2 separate regions of the Mus musculus genome follow, and region 1 is linked to region 2. Evidence: chromatin contacts called from public HiChIP or PLAC-seq data. All regions are on one chromosome and are shown on one strand. The core of a region is the stretch at or near the end of the contact, and the rest is flanking DNA. Distances in the headings are between cores, read along the strand shown. Region 1 has its middle 15 kb from the start of Gm36735. Region 2 overlaps Chchd6 (coiled-coil-helix-coiled-coil-helix domain containing 6).

Region 1 (2,950 bases), core at 21-2,520, 160 kb after region 2:
GCCCCTCTCTGCCATCACGCCAGCTCTTCTCTCCTCCTTCAGAGTTTGACCTAATTTCCACTCTGTCATTTTCTCCTCCACGCTGTGTCAGTTTCCCTAGGAGCTCCCAGGAACCCCAGTCCCAGCTAGCCATCTGCTCCTCCTTTCTCCTCTCTAGAGGGGATTCTGGTATAGCTTAGCCATCCCTGGGGGACTCAGGAGCAGCCCTGCCATGTACTAACCCTGACAGAAGGCAGGTTGGATGGCGATGGAACTCAGACCTGTCCAGGTAGGGTAGCTCATCTTAGATAAGAGCAGGCCCTAATGCTGGATGCTGGACACCTAGACAGCTGCTTTTGCAGAAGTGGGCAGCTTGATTCCAGCATGCTGCATCCCTGGCTTTCTGGGTCCCTTTAGTAAGCTCTGAACCTCTTATAACAGCACCGCCGCTCTACCCCAGGCCTCTCTTCCAGGTTCCCATTGCCATGATATCCTGTGGCCAGCGTAGTACTCCAGCCATCCAGATGGACTCCACTCTGTGTGAGGATCTGAATGAGGCCAAGCTCTGGGGAGCACATGAGTAGTACCCCACCCAGAAGATGAGCAGTGTCTGTCTCAGAACCCCTGGCCTGGGATCCGGGCCGGGGCCTCAATACACACAGTCACACAAATGGAGAAACCAGGCCTTCCGTAGACTATCTGCTTCCCCTATGAGCTGGAGACAGAGCCACCGTAGGCTCAGTCTTATCCTTGGAGTCCCTGGTAGGTGGAACTCCAGGGTGCAGGTTTCTAGAGACTTGTGGTCTTTCATGGTGTTTAACTTTAGTCTCCCTGATTCTTAACCCTAACCCAACCTTGGGGGAGTTCCCAAGTTACCTTCGGTCATGGTGTTTTAGAGCAGTAATAGAAAGCAAACTTTAATTTACTTCAGTTTATAACTAGCAGTCGACCATGAATTGAAGGCAGAGCCAGTATCCAAGGCAGGAACCCAGGGGCAGGAGCTGAAGAGGCTGTGGAGGAACACTGCTTGCTGACTTACTCCTCAGGCTGACATCCAGGTACATTTCTTCGACCTCCCAGGACTACCTGCCCAGGGGTGCCACCACTCATAGTAAACTGGGCCCTTGTACATTAACCATTTAGAAAATGCCTCACAGACTTGCCCACAGGCTAATCTTACAGCAAGCATCTTCTCAGTTGTGGTTCCTCTTTCCAGATAACTCTAGCTGAGTCAAAATAACAAAACTAATCAGGTCACCAGGCCTTAAGTCATCTGCCACAGCCCTGCCCCGCCTGCCCCAGCTCCAGCCCAGCTCTTCTCGTTGTTGCAGACACTGCAGAACAACAGCTACAGCTACTGTAGAAAGACTACGGTGCCTTCCTGGGCTCCCAACACTAATCAGCCAAGGCTGACCTGGAAGCCCAGTCAGGTCTGGCTTTCTTGAGCACAGAAGTCTATGTCCACCTAGGTGAACAGCAGCAAGATGAGAGAGGAGCCTATCTCAAGCCAGCAGCCTGCCTGTGGCATTCCCAGCCTCCTCACCCTGACTCCAGTGTCTGCAGTTCTGCTATTCAAGCACCGCCGCCCCCCCCCCCCAGCCCAATATCCTGCTCCTAAACCAGCCTCCAGGGAATTCAGGGTCTGGACCCAGCCCCCCTGCTTGCCCCTGGCCAAAGGTTCTGTAGCCACACAAGGACTTCATGGAGCTGCATGTCCCTTCAGGGTTGACACATCCCTTGTGGCATGTGGTATCATCATTATACAGCATTCCAAAGCGCAGATGCTGTCAGGAGCACTGGAAGAGTTTTAATTAGTGGATAACGTTCAACACTCCAGAGACTTCATGTGAAGTCATAGATGGCCAACTTCTCTGGAACCACTGGGAACAGGAGCCACACTGGCAAGTGGCAAGCCTGTGCTGGGTGGAATTGGTACTTAGACAGGATGTCATTACGTGAGCCACAGTTTCCTGACTTCCTGCAGTAGGCTACACCCAGGCTGGCTTCTGCCTGCACACCATACCGGTGTAGCCCTGTTGAGTTTGCGTGGTAGCCACTGGGGATGGCTACACATCCTCCAGAGGACTGACCTGTAAAACTGTCCATCCACGTATTTCCTCTACTTCTCCCTGGGCTTAACTTTCATCACAGGCCTCTGCGGTCCTTCTTTTCCAGAAGGGGTTTATTACTTACTCACATTTGGAATAGGCCCGGCCTTATGACTTGGTTTAGCCAAGGGGCACTGGGAAACATGCATAAGAACTTGCTGTCTGCAGAGGCTGCCATGGAGTGAGCCAGCCAACCATTGTAGGAGGATGAGAAGCTGAGGCTCAGCTAGGGAGCCTGGGCGTGAGCAATGGCCCCATCTATTAATCAAGGTATGGGAGAGCCTGGTAGAGCTGGGTTAGGTCTGTACCCAGATGCCCAGAGCTTGGTTCTTTTGAGCCTTAAGCTTCTAGACGGTGTGTTACATGATAGAAACTTGCTGATTCATTATGTTTATGTCACAGGTCAGCTGATTCTGCTGGAAAAAGGAAGTTAGGGCTCCTTTTCACGCTGGCCTTTTCCAGTACCAGCAGAGGATCTCAGGGCCCCTCTGGTTCTGTATGATGGGGTTCGCTTTCTAGTACCAGGCCCCTGGGAAGACTTCTGGGGGTCGCATCATCCTCTGCTGGGTAACGCTTGCTCGGTGTGCCTGTTTCCTGTTGGCCTTAATTATGGCAGCCCCCACACAGCTCACATCCCTGATGCTCTGTCCGTTGTCCTGTGCAGCACTCTGGCTTTCAGATGTCCCAGACACAGGCTTCTCAGGTCTCCACCAAGGCCACTGCCTGCCTCTTGCTGTGTACAGGCAGATCACTTTCAGCTCTTCCAACTGTTGAGAGTGTGGGGTGAGGTCTCACCTAGTAGAACAGACACTGTGAGTGACAGGAGATGTCTGCAGCAGTCTTGAGCTCCTTTGTATCAGTTT
Region 2 (3,236 bases), core at 508-3,007:
AGACATGTCCTCTTCCCCCTGTTAAGTTGATCTGACACAGTGGATGTGTAACAGGCCTGGGGCTAAAGCCTAACTCAGACTGTTTCAGCACTCTGTCTTAGGTCTTTGTCTCTGCTATCTTTCTTTTTTTTTAAGATCTATTTTATTTTTAATATATGTATGTCATGAATATGCTCACACATAGACATATTGTACAAAAACACATATTAAAAATAATAATTATTTTTGAAAGAGGAGTGCTGGAGAGATGTCTTAGTGGTTAAGAGCTGACTGCTCACCCAGGTTCAATTCTCAGCACCAACATGGCAGCTTTCAACTGTCTCTAACTCCTATTCTGGGGGATCCAATATCCTCATACAGACATACATGTAGGCAAAACACCAACTTACATAAGAAATAAAAATGTGTGTGTGTGTGTGTGTGTGTGTGTGTGTGTGTGTGTAAAACAACTGTTAGTCACCCCATATGGGTGCCGGGAACCAAACTCAGGATCTCTTCAAGAAAATGATCTTAACCATTGACTATTTCTCTGGACCCTCTGCTCTAAGAACTCTCTGAACCTGGGGTAGGTGGCTGGGGCCTTAGATCACTAGGCCTGACCGTCTGGCTCAGACCTCAGCCCTACACTTACTAGGAAGTCACTCCAATCAGTGAGGTCTTTGTTTCTTCACCTCTAAATAGGATACACTTTGCAATACCCTACATGATGGCACATAGCCTCCACAGAGAAGGGAGGCATAGGATTGTGTCAGCTGCTGATGGTGGTAGCAGCATGACTTTTGGCTAGAGGCTGAGTCAGCAGTCTTCAGGAACCCAGCTGGATCTCTGAGAGATGATCTGGTCATAAGTATTGAGTCCTTGTCAGTGGGATCAGTGTTCATGTGAGAGGGATGCTAGGAGGATGCCTTGTTCTTCCCATCCTGAGAAGATATGGGGAGAAGGCACTGTCCATGAAGCAGGGCTATGGGCCTCTCACTCCCCAGAAACTGCCACCCCATGGCCACATGGGTATCTAGCCTTTAGGACTGTGTTCAAGAAGTGGATGTTCTTTGTGAACCATCTGTGAGTCTCAGCTCCACCAGTACTAAGAGATTTTAATAATGGCAGCCATTGAGTCACTTCACAACACTTGCTTGGTAGAGAAAGATTTGATGAATAGAGTTTCTAGAATACTGTCTTTTCCCTCATGTAGTAAACAGTGCAAAGTTAGAAAGTATTTTCCTTAAATATCAAAGGAAAAAATGTTTGTGAAATTTTTCAGATTAGCAAATGATTGCAAATTGCATTGTAAATGTCACAGGAATGAATGCCAGCTGCTAGTGGCAGAAATGGTGGGAGTTTCCTTCCAAGACAGTGGAGCATCGCTAACAGCTCTGAGCAAACCAAATGATTACTGAGATGATAAACTCTGTCCATGTTTTTGTTCATTCATTTACCACATGTGGCGTGGCTCCTGTTCCTGATAGCTGATAGAACTGAGGTTCTAGCTAGGAACAGGACAGCTTCTTTCTCTGCCAGGAAGAACCTAGTGACATTTGAGATATGAAAAACAGTTTCTTAAACTGAATTGCAGAGGAAGCAATTTCCCAGCAAACGTTCACAATGGTCTAGTAGTACTATGAGATATGGTGCATGAGTTAGGAGTGTCCAGCAAGGAACCTGACCTAGGCTGGATTTGCAGAGGAAATGACATTTGAACTGACTCTTATGAGATGAAAAGGAGTTGCCAAAGGAAGGAAGGGGAAGCTAGTTTCAGCATGTGCATAAAGCCCTGAGACAAGAAGTCTTGTAGTTCACTTAAGGAACAGAAAGATGACCGGTATAACCAGAGTACTGCGCGGGAAGAGAGATGTAGATGAAGTTCCTAGAAGTAAGCTGGGGTTACATTAAAATCACATGGTCTATTTTCATTTTATTAAGAATGCAAAGTGCATCCATGTGCTATTTAGCAGCACCTTAAACAACTTTGGACCTCATGGGCAGTAGGCCAGAAGAGCACAGAGGGGCTGAACACTTACTTCTACAGCATTGCATGTCAGTGCACACAGACCTCTGAGCAGCCAGTGAGACAACAGCACAGGCATCTGTGTACAGCACACCATGTTTGGTGATCACAAGTGGTGGTGCTGCTGGTTTAGTGCTCTGTATATGAGGCTACTGTTGGTCATTATTTTAATGTGTGCTCATTCTACTTTACAAAGAAAAAAATCAGCCATAATGTAGTGTGCTCTATGACCTGGACAGTGGCTGCTGCCATCTTATAGATGGTGTGTCTCAGTTGCATCAGGAGGCCACACCAAGTGATTAACACATGCCATCAGGGTTTGCATCGTGTGATTTGGCTGATTTAAGAGAGAAATAATAAGCTGCTCTACTACTGTTCACATGATGTTGTTAACAACACATTTCTTCAGAACAGCTCGCTGTGGATGAGCAGTGGATAAGCTTACCACACCCAGCTTTATTTCCTTTCTTTTATCTGTGGTCATGCCTAGGAATTCTCTCTTGAGCATATAGCTTTGCTACAGCATTTTAAGTTCTGAACTGATGTATTTTCATTGCAATTTAGTTCAATTTTTAAAATTTTAAATTCAGATTTCTTTTCTTGAAGAAATATATTGATGATTTTCTAAACATTGGAGGATTTTCTACTTTTGGTATGCTTGCTCTCAAGTTCAGTTTGCTAATTAGTGACTTGAGAACAGGAAAGTGAAATCTCTTGGAAGCTTGACTTATAATCCAGTATATGGTCTGTTTTGGTATCCTGCATGGTTACTCTTCACTGTCGGCTTCACTGAATTTAAAGTTACCTGGAAGACACCTCTGTGTGTTGCCTTTGAGTAGAGTCTACCTGAAGAGGGAAGACTTGCCCTAAATGTGGATAGCACCATCACCATGGATAGGATGGGAAAAGGGAGGGAGGGGATGAATTGAGCATTGAATTTATCTTCCTGCTTCTTGTTCCTGCAACTGTTTGCTCCTTTTGGGAAAGAATTCTTGATTCCAGAACAGGAGTGTTTCTGCCAGAAGGTGCAGTCATCCCTTTGAAGTAGAAGCCGAGATTTCCCTGGCCACTTGGGCTCCTGGTGTCCTTCGCACCTGTGATCCAGCCCACTAAAAGAGAAATCCAACTGTTTCTCCTCGATGGAGGTAAGGAGAATGTGTCCTGGAGAGCAGGAGATCCTTTAGGCTACCTCTTGACGTTCCCATCGCCATATGATTAAAGTCAGCAGGAA

The links. HiChIP or PLAC-seq counts read pairs in DNA pulled down with a chosen protein or histone mark.
Region 1: an H3K4me3 HiChIP or PLAC-seq map of bone marrow-derived macrophages shows a contact between it and region 2, with 4 times the contacts expected there. The contact joins two enhancer-like sites. A contact is called at or near these places in 4 of 484 Hi-C or Micro-C datasets (bone marrow-derived macrophages, nephron progenitors and peritoneal macrophages), 2 of 115 datasets of contacts at active chromatin or transcription factors (bone marrow-derived dendritic cells and bone marrow-derived macrophages) and 1 of 9 other capture datasets (bone marrow-derived macrophages).

Annotation. Positions count from the first base shown.
Region 1 is chr6:89,256,626-89,259,575 of GRCm38.p6, reverse strand. No RefSeq gene overlaps it. Among named protein-coding and RNA genes, the nearest start is that of Gm36735, 15 kb to the left of the region's middle. Within about 2 kb of position 1,270, at least 80 of the 459 cell types and tissues checked have an H3K27ac peak or open chromatin away from gene starts, as enhancers often do. A contact at or near this core is called in bone marrow-derived macrophages, where this site is marked.
Region 2 is chr6:89,414,477-89,417,712 of GRCm38.p6, reverse strand. The region is part of intron 6 of Chchd6 (coiled-coil-helix-coiled-coil-helix domain containing 6); the gene reads left to right. Among named protein-coding and RNA genes, the nearest start is that of Gm52910, 4.4 kb to the right of the region's middle. Within about 2 kb of position 1,757, at least 11 of the 459 cell types and tissues checked have an H3K27ac peak or open chromatin away from gene starts, as enhancers often do. A contact at or near this core is called in bone marrow-derived macrophages, where this site is marked.